2 separate regions of the Bos taurus genome follow, and region 1 is linked to region 2. The links are chromatin contacts, called in public Hi-C maps. All regions are on one chromosome and are shown on one strand. Each heading gives the region's core, a stretch centred on a gene start, on an enhancer-like site or on the middle of the called end of the contact. The rest is flanking DNA. Distances are from core to core; before and after follow the strand shown. Region 1 overlaps USP10 (ubiquitin specific peptidase 10). Region 2 has its middle 16 kb from the start of MEAK7.

Region 1 (6,699 bases), core at 3,270-5,769, 160 kb after region 2:
AAATTAAAACATGAAGTATTTTTATGTTAAAAAACTTAAAACTACATATTAATTTGATCAAAAAGCAAGTTAGACTGTGAAATATTTGAAAAAGATTGAGAAAGATTTTTTCATAAAATATCTGTCAATAAGGTGATTCATGTTTGGTCTGTCCCCTTTGTATTTATTGAAATACTGCAGTGGCAAGAAAAGAAAAACAAGTCCTAAAGAACTGGCCCACTCCTCATGTCTGCTTCCTCTCCCCAGAAATCATATTCCACCACTTCTAATGCAAAGTCAGGTCTTCCAAGGGTAGTATTCTGTGTCTTTGGAATTCATTTGTAATATACCAGGCACTTTTATTCAGAACTACATATAAAGGACTTTATATCTTTTGTGATTGCTCAAACAAAGAATTTTGGTGGCCAGGCGTTAGCAGGATAGAGCTGAAAAGAGATCTGTGCTTTGGGAGTTGACAGCATAGTAGGAGAGAGAAACAGGCTAATTGGTGAATCCCCTTTTTAGGGTGGTAATTCCTGTAACAGAAGTGTGAACAATATAGTAAGAAACTTTCATTCATTCGTTCAGCAAGTCATTGAGTGGCTGCTGTGTACCATGCACTGAGGATGGAGTGATAAGCAGAGATGGGCATTGTCCGTCTTACCAGGGAGCTTACTGTGGAGATAGACACCCACACTAATCAGATAGTCGCAGGAATGCAGAGGGCCATTCCACACTGAAGACCGAGTCTGGAGGAAGGGCAGGGGAGGCAGGAGACCGGCTCCCAGAAGCAGGGCCTGGGTGATACCCAGTCTGAGATGGCTCTGTGGCTGCAGGGCCTGGGGAGCCCCTGAGAACTCAGAACTGGGTGCCAAGGCGGTGGCGGTGGTGAGGCGGCCAGTCTTACCCCGGCGAGAGCGTGGAAGAGGGTGACGCATTCATGCTGCCTGCCCTGCAGAACCATCCTGCAGGCTCATGGTGGCCACAAACTTGAGCTTGGGGAGGGTGCGGAGGAGGTGGGGGGAGTGGCAGTGCTATGTGGGTTGGAAAGGGGAGCGTCAGGGGAAGCTGAGAAGAAGCGTCAGGAGAAGCCAGTCGACTCTCTTAGAAAGGCGACATTTGGGCAGAGAAGCTCAGGGATGGGGTTTTGTGGGGAGCACATGCAGAAGAGCAGAGTGTTTAGGCCTGCGGCCTGTTTGGGAGACAGACCTGTGCTCGGTGGGTGACTGCCTGGTGTGTAGGGTGGGATGCTGGGACGGTGTGGGGGGGTTGGGGGACAAAGGACTTTGGTAGTTCAGCCTTGGTGGTGGTGGGTGTCTGAAAGCACAGGCTCTGTGAGGGTTGCTGGCGGAGGTGGTTGTTCTAGGCCCGGTTGGGGTCCTCCCCAGGGTGGCAAAGGTGTCCTCTGCTGGCTCTCCTCTAGATCTCAGAATGTTTTTTCTGCTCACTTCAGCACCTTAAACCCTAAAACTTTGAGCAGGGAAAATGTAGGATGTTTGGGGATATCTGAGGCAGATTAGTGCAAGGCAAATAGCCCTTGAGTGTCCTCAGTGATAATTGGATAGAGTTGTTAGGGAAGTCATATGGGGACATCAGTTAGTTCAGTTCAGTTGCTCAGTCGTGTCCGACTCTTTGCGACCCCAAGGACTGCAGCACCCCAGTTTTTCCTGTTCATCACCACCTCCCAGAGCTTGCTCAGACTCATGTCCATCGAGTCGGTGATGCCATCCAACCATCTCATTCTCTGTCATCCTCTTCTCCTCCTGCCTTCAATCTTTCCCAGCATCAGAGTCTTTTCCAGTGAGTCCGTTCTTTGCATCAGGTGACCAAAGTATTGGGGTTTCAGCTTCAGCATCAGCCCTTCCAATGAATTTTCAGGACTGATTGCCTTTAGAATGGACTGGTTGGATCTCCTTGCAGTCCAACGGACTCTCAAGAGTCTTCTCCAACACCACCGTTCAAAAGCATCAATTCTTCGGCCCTCAGCTTTTTTATAGTGCAACTCTCACATCCATACATGACTACTGGAAAAACCAAAGCTTTGACTAGACGGACCTTTGTTGGCAAAATAATGTCTCTGCTTTTTAATATGCTATCTAGGTTGGTCATAGCTTTTCTTCCAAGGAGCAAGCGTCTTTTAATTTCATGGCTGCAGTCACCATCTGCAGTGATTTTGGAACCCAAGAAAATAATGTCTCTCACTGTTTCCATTGTTTTTCCATCTGTTTGCCATGGAGTGATGGGACTGGATGCCATGGTCTTAGTTTTTTGAATGTTGAGTTTTAAGCCAACTTTTTCACTCTTTTCTTTCACCTTCATCAAGAGGCTCTTTAGTTTCTCTTCACTTTCTGCCCATATTCTCTTTAATTTTTTTGGGAGGGGGGCAACTTTAAAAACCAGCATTTATTCCTTGATTGTAAAGAAAATATATCACCCATATATCATGACTCTGAGATGACTTCTGTTAATATTTTTAAATGCTTCCCTTTAAATTTTAGACATTTGGGCTCATTTTACACAATGTGCTGTGCTGTGCTTTGCTTAGTCACTCAGTTGTGTCCGACTCTTTGTGACCCCATGGACTACACAGTCCATGGACTTCTCCAGGCCAGGATTCTTTACCAACTGAGCCACAAGGGAAGCCCAAGAATGCTGGAGTCGGTAGCCTATCCCTTCTCCAGCGGATCTTCCCCACCCAGGAATCAAACCAGGGTCTCCTGCATTGCATGCGGATCTTTACCAGCTGATCTATCAGGGAAGGCCCATTTTATATAGTAGTATTTCTAGTAGTATTTCTTAAGCCATGATCCTTGGTCGTGGTCTTCTCAGTTGAACCACCTGGCATCCTGGTGGCCATCCAGACCCACTGACTAGGGACCCCTGATTAGGCCCCCAGCTGTGTCCCCTCAGCCCCCAGGGCCTCAGCCTGACACAGGTGTCAGAGCCTCTGCATGCTTTTGTTTGCCGCCTTTCCCCTTAAGCTGCAGAGCCCTTTCCCATGAATAGAATTAACTGAGTAATATTTTGGACATTTAAAAACATTTTCAGTCTAGGTTAGGTATGAACAACAACAAAAGACGCCAGTTTGTGGCCCTCTGCAAGATAATGTTAGTAATTTTAGTCCTGAATCGAGTGACTTGTGGAAACAGAACCGACTGAGGAGCCTGACACGTTGCCACTTTGAAGACGTGCCACCCTGGGTCTTGAGCCTGAGAGTTCAGTTTTGTTGGAAGTTCAGTAGCTAAACTGATGGACAAATTCCTCTCCACAAACATTTATCCAACTCTTGCTCTAAATTGTATTATATTCCCCAAAGCCATTAGAAACTGCTGGGTGCCATGTGGTGAGATAGGACTCTCAGTGTGGGGGCAGCTCGGGCTTCGCCCCAACTCCGTTTAACTATGACTGTCTGCCGTCTTTGAGAATTGGGGCATAGCATTAAGCCAATTTGCCATTGGAAATTCTTGCAGCCTTTTTTTGTTGTTGTTGCTGGTCATGGATTTGTCAGCTTTGAAGTTCTTGTCTCCAGTTTTTCACAAATTGGTGCTAAAGTAACACTCTTGGTTCCATCTTGGTTCTTACTGAATTCTTGGCTTTTCCATGCCACACTACACAGTGTGAGTTAAGTGCCAGGAGCACAAACTTTCTTTTCCATGTGTGACTGGAGTTCTATTCCATGAAAATGAGATAAGAGATTGCTTTGAAAAAAAAAAATCTTGAGCAGTCTCTTTAGTTTTGGCTGGAAGCTTCTCTGGCTGTAACTTGAACTTCATTCACAATGACTCTGTAGCAATATCCTAGCCATGACTGGTCTTGGACACAGAGTTGCCACAGCTCAGTTTGGAAAGACTTGGCCTCTCACCCCCTGACACATGTTGAACAAATGAGTTTCTTTTCTTTTTAAAATGGACAGAAGGTAAAATATGTTGCCATTTTGTTTCTTTGCCATTGATTTCTTTTTGGTTGAAAGCATAGATCTGAGTTAGCTTCCTCCCTTCCCTGTGAAGAAGGGAAGGACTCCCAAGCCTGTCCTGCACAGGAGCCTGGAGGGCCCTGTGGACTTTGGTGCTGGGGATGCCTTGTTCTTCCTCCCAGTCAGTCAGCTCTTCCTGGAGGCCTGCAGGCTGCTGGCCCCGGATGGGCAGAGTGCCCGAGCGGTGGAAGGAACGCATGGCCCTGCCTGGCGGAGGAGGGCACAGCACACAGATGTTGTCTGGCAGAACATACTTCTAGTCCTGGGAGTGAAGGTCAGGACCACAGGGTGCAGGAACCACAAGGCACAGATTTGCCCTCCCTAGACATACCTTTATAGTAAGAGAGCTGCTGCAAAAGAGGTGGGCTGCTCCTGAGGTTTTCAGATGGATTGCAGTTCTTGCGTTAAGAATTCAGGTGACCTCTAGGCTTTCTTGAAGGGTTTCGTGACTCTCCTTATTCGTGTTGTATAGTTTGTTGAATCCAGGCGACTCATCTGTATATCAGCTAATCTGTTTTGTTTCATTCTTTGGGCTGTTTCTTAACAGGTTTAGCTGAGATCAGAGGACCGTTACTGATGCAATAAATACCTTCATGGTAGCCTTCCCCGTAGTGGTCCAGAGCATTGATCCTTGGTTGACTTGGTCTGAGCAAATGCCTTTATCTCCAAATTCCAGAGCCACAGAGCTGTCTACCTTCCCAGGTGGAGAGCCTGAGTATGTCATTGGTGAGTGTGGAAAGAGAGCTTTTCCATTGACTTACTGGCTCAGTTATGTTTTGTGTTTCCTACCTTTGTCATCTTAGATATCTCAGCCAGTGTCATCGTTCGCCCACTGGTTATTCCCCCCCCCCCCCCCACTGGTTATTTTTTTTAACTCAGCTGTGTGCCAACAAAAATGAGCACAGATAAGTTGTCTCTGCTGCAGCACGCTACCCCCTCTGTCCACGCGCTTGCTCCCTGGCCCCAGGCCACTTGGAGTGGGTGAGTCTTCTCAGGCAGGCCTGCCTCCGTGCCCTCTTTATTTATTTTAGTTTTTCAAAGTGGACAGCTTGGTTTATTTTGCATTTTTCCTAGGACCAGACCTTATAGATGGCATTGTTGTTGTTTACTTGCTAAGTTGTGTCTGACTCTTTTGTGACCCCTGGACTGATGGGCTACAAATGGTAATATTTTCAAGTTATTGCCTCTTTTGTATTGTGTATTATTTTTCATTTGGCAGGATCATAATTGAAACTGAGAGTATGCTCTAAAATACCATACTTTGAAGTAATCTTAAAGTTGTTGTTCATTCACTAAATCATGTTCGACTTTTTTCCGACCCCATGGACTGAAGCACACCAGGCTCCCCCTGTCTTTCACTGTCTCCAGGAGTTGGCTAGAATTCATGTCCACTGAGTCAGTGAAGTTAAAATTGTTTTATGTCTGGCAATAGCAGATGACGTTCCACCATTTACTTCTGTTTATGTTCAGGGAAAAAGACTTTCTGACCTAATTGGAGATTTCCAGCTCTAATGCCTCTGTGAGTTAAGCTTCAGCTAATATAGTGAAAGAATGAAATGTTAGCTTCATTTTTGAATTTCTTTTCTGCCCTTTTTAAAATCGCAGCCTGCTGCACCCCCGCCACCTTCTTGCCTTGCTTTCTCTTCAGAGCACTTAACACATGATCCCCTTCATCTGATATCCTAGCAGCTATTTGGTTCATTTTCTCTCTCCCTTTACTAGAGTGGAAGATGAGTGAGGGGAAGGCGTTCTCTTGTTCACTGTTACATTCCCTGAGCCTGGAATGTAATAAGTGCGCAAAATATTGATGAATAATTTATGAAAGACATAACACAGTCTATACATTTAGGTAATCCCTGGTTGACTGTGGGAATGAGGCTAATCACCTGTTAAAATCCAGAATAACTCAGGTTTGTTAGGAAAGTAATTTGCAAAGAGGAGACTCGAACTGAGTTCTGCAGTGTGAGAAGTCAGCTGGGCCAGCTATGTTAGCTGCTGCTTGTAGCTGCACAGGAAGATACCTAAAGTGTTCTCACCCTGTGTAGGAGCAGGCGACTCAGCAGGTGACTAGGCATAGGAAACAATTGGGGCAGGTTCTGAGATGTGCAGTGTGTTGAACTCTGCAGTGCACATGGCAGGTTCTGCAGGGGGAATTCAGGAGTGAAGGAGGTGGGTAACGAGTGGCCTTGAGAATGAATGGGATTTGGGCACATAGAGAGAAAGGAGGAGGGCATTTGATGTGGGCCGGTGCCCCCAGCTTGGGTGGTAAACGGTCACCCAGCCTGAGAGAGGAGTTGGGAGCCCTGCAGTAGTGTCCAGGATACAAGGCTCAGCTTGCTGTAAGGAGGACCCTGGGATGCTGTGCTGCATCCCCTGCTTCTCAGGCTGACGCTACGTTAAAAGTCAATGGGGGGTCCTGTTAATGGCATGTTTGGCTTCTGTAGGTCTGGGCTGGGGTCTGAGAGCAGCATAAACTCCCAGGTGTGTCTGCTGCTGGGCTGGGACCCACACTGAGTAGCAGGGTCGTATAGGACACAGGGAGCGTGAGAGTGTCTGCAAGTCCTGGAATCGTGTGCCGAAATGTGTGCGTGTGCATCCTTGAGGTGGTGGGCCTTGTTTGCTTACATCTCCTCCTCACCACCGCCAAAAAGGCTAGGGGAATCACTGTCTCATAGAAGTAATGTGCCGATTAAACAGGGTCCTAGCTCCCTGACCGGCATCACTTAATTGGGATGCTTCTTTTAATT
Region 2 (6,998 bases), core at 1,740-4,239:
CTCCCCTCCCCACCTCTTCTATCATCACATCTCCTCGTCCTATTCTGACCCGCACGCTCTCTCTCACGAGGACCTGGATGACATCGGGCCCACCTGCATAATCCAGGATGATCTCCCATCTCAAGATCCTTAGCTTAATCAGGTCTGCAACGTCCCCTTTGCCATGTCAGCTCACATACCCGCCGGTCCTGGGAATTAAGACATGAATGTCACTGGGGGCTGCTGGTCAGCCTCCTGGGGGGCAGGCTGGCTTCAGGCCATCTGGGTCTGGCCCGTGATTTGAGCCGACTTTGGTCCCTTCTGTGCTTCCGTGGGGGGCCTCCTGGGCCGCTGCAGCTCCCCTGACCAGGCAGTGTCTATCCCTGGACTGGAGGCTCCCAGTCTGCCCTGGGCTGGCTGAGCCCCTGCAGCCTGTCACCGTGGGGCCCTGGGGACAGTCACCATGATTCTAGGTGGCTGCGCCCAGTGTGTGTCCTGAGTCTGTCCCAGATCTCATACCTCTGTCCATCTGCTGGGTGGCAGGATGGTCACCACCAGCATCAGACCCCGCTCCGCCACCCCCACCCCTTGGCTGTGGCACGTGCGATGTGGCCACTGGCTGGAGCCCTCGGAGGGGCACTGTGGCCCCCACCCCCGAGCCCTGAGGTCAGAGGCCGGCTCCCCGCCAGCCTCCTGGGGACGGACCCAGCCCTCCAACATGTCTCTCCTCAGATCCTCCCTCAGCTCCGTGACCTTGACCCTCTGACACCTTCCTCCTTGGAGGTGTTCACTCTCCCTTCCGTGAAGATGTGAGCTCAGGGAGAGAGGATAGAAGGTGTCCAGGCAGCCGGAAGAGCTGTGCCTGGTGGGGCTGGCGGAGATGGGGACTGTGCAGAAGGTCCAGGAAAGTACAGGTCAAGGAAGGAAGGTCAAGGTGCACACAGATGCTGGCTGCCACAAGGAATCCTGTGCTTGCTCTTCCCACAGAATATGGAACCATCACCAAGGGGCTAGAAGCAGGACTCTTCCATTTCCCAAGCCCAGACGTGACACAGCTAATGTAGCCATGTGCCCACAAGGTGGCGCTCATGGTCACCACAAAACCATGGGCTCTGGTCAGTTTTCACAATGAACATTTCAGAACAGTTTTTAGATTTACAAGCTTGTTGAGAAGAGGATACTGAGAGTTCCTGTGTATGTCTCAGTCCTAGACTGAGTTTCCCCTGTGACTAACGTCTTACATTAGTGCAGAACATCCATCACCACTGATGAACCAATATTGATCCCTTATTACATTCTCCTTAATCATCATGTCTCTTTAGGCATCTCTGGACTGTAACAGTTTCTCAGACTTTCCTGGTTACTGATAACCGGGAGAGGCGTTTGGTAAGGTGCCTCTCTAACGGGATTCATCGGAGCTTTTTCTCATGGTTAGACTGGGGTTGGACTTTGGGGGATGAAGACCCCAGAGGTCCAGTGCCCTTCGCACCACAGCATCTCAAGGGTCCATGTGGTCCCCGAAAATCCTCACTGCTGGGGTTGACCCTGATTACCTGGCCAAGGTCGGCCTGTCCAGTTTATCCTCTGTACACTTGCTCCCCTTTTCCATAATAAGCTCCTTGGATCGTGTGGGTGTGTGTTTTAAGGTTTCCTTTTTTTGTGTGGGGGCGGGGTGGGGGGGGAGGTGGGGTTGCGCTGAGTGGCTTGCAAGATCTCAGTTCCCCGACCAGTGATTGAACCCAGGCCCCAGCAATGAAAGCCCAAAATCCTAACCACTAAGCAACCAGGGACCTCTCAAAGGTTTTACTTTTTTAAACCATTTCCTGTCTCTCTTGGATCAGTTAGGAGACTGTAGGTGGGGTAAAAAGTAGGGCCTGGGGGTGCCTGCCACATGGTGGGAGAATAAAGTGGAGACACACAGCCCAGGGTTTACAAAGGTTGGACCCTAAGACAGTTACTTGGGGTTCTTGCTTCTTCCGGTCCCACCAATGATCCAAGTTAAACACCATCAGTCTCCATGAAGGGGGTCACAGGAAGGAAAAATCCAGGAGGGGGCAGCCAGGGAGAACGGTGAGAGAGCAGACCGTGCCACCCTGTCCAGAGAGCAGCACCAGGCACATGGGGTCTGGAGAGCCTGGCATCACGCATGCGCCCCCACACCCCATGCACCCCACACCCCATGCGCCCCCACACCTGGCCCCACAGGAGGCGCCCAGGATGGAGGCTGGTTGCCCCCAACTCCATCCAGGCCAGTGTCCTTGTAGCTCAGTGAGGTTCCACCAGTTAAGCCAGATCACACCTCTCTTAAAACACTTAAAAAACACTCCAGCAACTTCCCACCAACCAAGGCAGACCCTTTAGGCCCCACGGCAGGGCCAAGCCAGCTCTCCACACCTCAGGGCTGGAGCACACCAACTTCCCCAGCTCACACAGGCCCTTCCATCACCAGGATGAGGGTCCCACTTCCTCCATGCCCTCACCTTCAGGCCTTGGGTCAGAGCCCACCTTCCAGAGACCTTCCTGTCCCCTGCCCCAGATGCCACGGTGAAGGGGAAGCTGAGAGGGTAGTGTCCCTTGAAGATACAACGGGGTTCAAGGGCCGTGTGGGAAAACCTAAGCTGGCCGGCAGGGAAGACCCCAAGGATGAGCCCTGGGGCTCAGGGGGTTAGCCCCATCCCATGACCGCCACCCCCCACCCCAAGGCTTAAGCTCTGCAGTTGATTCCTGTGGCCGCCTCTGGCCTCCAGGGGCACACACAGCAGCCTCCTCCGTGGTATTTTGCGAGCCAGGCGCTCTGTGGGGTTAGTTGCATCCTGGTTTTGCAGTCAGTGTCTGGGAGGTCAACCCAGCCCCTCTCATCACGATAAAGCTCTGGGTTCCTGCTTTTGTGGTGCTCTGTCTTTTTCTTCTTCTCAAAAACCATAAAAGGTGTCACATCCCCCGTTGCACAGGCTCCGCTGGGAGCGCCGTGGGGGCTGGGCCGGCGAGGCCCCTGCAGCCTGCTCACCTGTGCCTCCAGGGGTTGCCTTATAAGGTGAAAAGCAGGCGCCCTGGTGGCTGCGGGTTCAGCCCAGGGCTCAAAGAGGAAGTCCTCAGTTTTGCAGAAGCTTTGCAGGGGTCTCTGCACATCTGGCCTACAAGCCCGCAGCCAGCTCACTACAGGGTGTCTCGGGGTATCTGCTAACAAGCAGGAGTTAAATGCCAAAGACCATGGACACAGGCCTTCCTCCTCCACGGCAGTTAAAACCAGAAGAGACGCTCGGGCCATTCGTCACCAGCAGAAGCAGGCAGCCAGGCAGGAGGGTGCCAGAACATTAGGGGAAGCGGATGAAGCTGCAGCTTGGGCTCTCAACTGTGACACTACGAGTTCATGTCAGCTCCCAGAGAACGATGGGCCAGGCCTGAACTGGGTGCCCAACACGCAGCTCTCACTTAATGCTCCAACAGTGAAACAGCATAAGTACCTCTATTAGTCCCACTTTACAGAGAAGGAAAACTGAGGCTCAGAGGAGGGCAGTGACTTATCTAAGGTTAAGAGAAGTAACTTTTCTACCAGACAACGGGCAAGCGGGAGAGACAGAAGAGGCCCCCAGGAACACCCCTCTGAGAAGGATCACTGTTCATTGCAGCCACGGGCCACGCGTGGCTACCAAGCCTTTTAACTGGTTCCAACCGAGATGTGCTGTGACTGTGAACCCACACTGGAGTTCAGAGTCTTGGGTGTATATTTTTAAATTTTTAAGTTAAGGAAATTTTAATTTTAAAATATCCCCGAATTTTTCAGCTTCATTTTGAAATCAGTATTGATTCATGGGAAGCTGCAAAAACAGTACCCAGAGGTCCTGGTATCCTTTGCTCCGTTTCATATGGGGACATCTTATGTAGTTACCGTAATTACTGTACAGAATCAAAACCAGGAAACTGACATATGTGTGTATAATGCCTTTCATCACATGCGTAGATTCATGTAACCACCACCACGATCAAGATATCGGACTCTTCCCATACCACAAAGGTCCCCCTTGTGCTATCTTTCCTTGATTATAAAGTAGAGATGACGAGTTGAAATATTATCAATTGTGTTGGGTTACAAAAAAGCAGATCATTAAGGGACTTGCCCAGCGGTCCAGTGGCTGAGACCCCACACTCCCAGTGCAGGGGGTACGGGTTCAATCCCTGCTCAGGGAACTAGATCCTACGTAACACAACTAAGACCCCGTACGGTCAAATGTAAGAAATACTTTTTTTTTTTTAACGAGATCATTAAGATTAATGTTGCCCGCTTCTTTTCACTTTGAAAATGTGCCACTATATTAGAATCATGTACGGGGCTTGCCCCCTTCCTGTGAACAGCTCTGGCTTAGAAGTTCAGACCCAGCTTGGCCATTAGAACAGGTCACCTGACTTCCCTGAGCCTGGCTCCTCTGGAGCAGACCAGGCTTTCAGAGTAAACGTACAACTGTCCGTTCAATCAGTGCATTTATTGAGTGACTGTTGTGTGCCGGGCATTATCCTAAGGGTGGGGGACACAGAAGCAAAGACTCTGGCTTAAACAGGAATTGTCCCCAGCCCCCAGGGCACGTAAATCCAGCAGGGGATCCCAGAATCCCAGGCCCTTCCTGAATTCCCACCTCTCAGAACTCAGTGGGAGGCAAGCGGAAGGAAACGACAGTGGGAGAGAAACACACGGAGGATGCTGATGTATATATTAACACGCAGCTGCCGTTCCCAGGCCGAGGGCTCAGAGCAGCCCTGGACTCCAGTGCCTGACTCCCAGGCATCACCCAGCCCCCATGCGTCCACCTGTCCTTCCACCCATCTCAGACTCGAGGACATGGAGAACAGACTGTGGTTGCCAAGGGAAAAGGGGCAGGGGGAGGGGCTGAGTGAGAGGCTGGGGTTAGCAGATGCAAACCAGTATGTATAGGATGGTCAACAACAAGGTCCTATTGTAGAGCACAGGCAATTATATTCTGTATCCTGAGATAGACCTTTTAAACTGTGGTGCTGGAGAAGACTTTTGAGAGTCCCCTGGACAGCAAGGAGATCAAACCAGTCAATCCTAAAGGAAATCAATCCAGAATATTCATTGGAAGGACTGATGATGAAGCTGAAGCTCCAATACTTTGCCACCTAATGTGAAGAGCTAACTCACTAGAAAAGACCTTGATGCTGGGAAAGACTGAGAGCAAGAGAAGGGGGTGACAGAGGATGAGATGGTTGGATGGCATCATCAACACGATGGACGAGAGTCTGAGCAAACTCCAGGAGATACTGAAGGACAAAAAAGCCTAGTGTGCTGCAGGCCATGGGGTTGCAAAGGGTTGGACGTGACTTAGCAACTGAACAACGTGAGAAACCAAAATGATAAAGAATATTTTCAAAAGAATGTATATATATGTAAAGCTGGATCACTTTGCTAAACAAGCAGAAATTAATAGCATTATAAACCAGCTAAACCTCAGTTTAAAAAACAAAATAACAACAAAAAAAATTCACACGTGCAAAAAAGATAAAAATTTCTAACATGAGGAAAAGCAGATTAACAAACCTTCTTACGCCCACCATCTAGATTTAACAATCGTCAACATTTTGCCCTATTTCTTATTGTTCTTGGGAGTATTTGGAAGAAAATGATAGTCATCCTAACATTTTAGCCTTAAATCTGTCTGCATCTCTGTAAAAAATGATACTTTCTTACTTAACCACAATGCCATTAACAATATTTCCTTAATATAAGCTGGTCTTCACTCCATGGACTCTGATTAGAAACGCTGAGTCCTGGGCCTTGCCCCAGGCCTGCTCAGTCAGAATCTGCATCCTCATAAAGTCCCCAAGAATTTGTGAGCATGCTAGTTGGAGAAGCAAACGTTATGTCCAGTCTGCTGTAGAACTGTCTCCCTCAAGACCCATCCAGGTCCTAAGCCCAGGACTTCAGACTATGACCTTATTTGGAAGCAGGGTCACTGCAGACATAATTCATTCAGATGAGGTCAGACTGGCATAGGGTGGCTCCTAATCCAACATGACTGGTACCCTTATTTTAAAAATTAGAGACAGACGTGCATAAAGGGAGGATGATGTGAAGAGACAGTATAAGAAAGAAAGAATGCCATTTGAGGCAACGTGGCTGGACCTAGAGATTATCTTATTAAATGAAGGAAGTCAGAAAGAGAAAGACAAACACCATATGATATCACTTACTTGTGGAATCTAAAAGATAATACAAATGAACTTACTTAAAAAACAGAAACTGGGGGCTTCCCTGGTGGCTCAGTGGTAAAGAATTCGCCTGTTATTGCGGGAGACATGGGTTCGATCCCTGATCTGGGAAGATCCCACACAGCCCAGAGCAACTAAGCCCCTGTGCCAGAACCGCTGAACCTGGGAGCCACCGCTGCTGAAGCCTGCGCACCCAGAGCCCCTGCTGCACAAGAGAAGCCGCAACAATGGAAGGCCGTGCACAACTGGAGAAAAGCCCGCGCGGCAGCGAAGACCCAGCTCAGCCGAACTTAAGTCAAACTTAAGTCAATACATAAAATTATATTTAAAAACCAAGCAGAAATTGACTCACAGACATAGAAAACAAACTTATACTTATCAAAGGAGAAAGCTGAGGGAGGCGAATAAGCCAGGAGGTTGTGATGAACGTATGCACAGCAGTATACATAAAATAGATGATCAAGAAGGCCCTGCTATAGGTTAGGACTGGGTGCTTTCACTGCAGTGGTCTGGGTCCAATCCTCGGTCAAGGAACTAGGATCCCACAAGCCATGCAATGTGGCCAAACATAATAATAATAAATACACTTTGCAACCCACTCCAGTATCCTTGCTTGGAAAATTCCATGGACAGAGAAGCTTGGCAGGCTATAGTCCACGGGGTCGCAAAGAGTCGGACACGACTGAGCATGCACATACCAGGAAGAGCCCAAACAGCCAAAAGCAACCTTGAGAAAGTTAGATCACATCACACTTTCTGATTTCAAGTTATATTACAAAGATACAGTAATCAAAACA

Evidence for each region. Hi-C and Micro-C count contacts between places; a contact is called where the count stands out from the background.
Region 1: a contact with region 2 is called in a Hi-C map of liver, with 2.4 times the contacts expected there. The contact joins two enhancer-like sites. A contact is called at or near these places in 3 of 11 Hi-C or Micro-C datasets (liver, skeletal muscle and an unstated tissue).

Annotation. Positions count from the first base shown.
Region 1 is chr18:10,878,187-10,884,885 of ARS-UCD2.0, forward strand. The region is part of intron 1 of USP10 (ubiquitin specific peptidase 10); the gene reads left to right. Among named protein-coding and RNA genes, the nearest start is that of USP10, 11 kb to the left of the region's middle. Within about 2 kb of position 4,520, at least 14 of the 102 cell types and tissues checked have an H3K27ac peak or open chromatin away from gene starts, as enhancers often do. A contact at or near this core is called in liver, where this site is marked.
Region 2 is chr18:10,723,537-10,730,534 of ARS-UCD2.0, forward strand. No RefSeq gene overlaps it. Among named protein-coding and RNA genes, the nearest start is that of MEAK7, 16 kb to the left of the region's middle. Within about 2 kb of position 2,990, at least 15 of the 102 cell types and tissues checked have an H3K27ac peak or open chromatin away from gene starts, as enhancers often do. A contact at or near this core is called in liver, where this site is marked.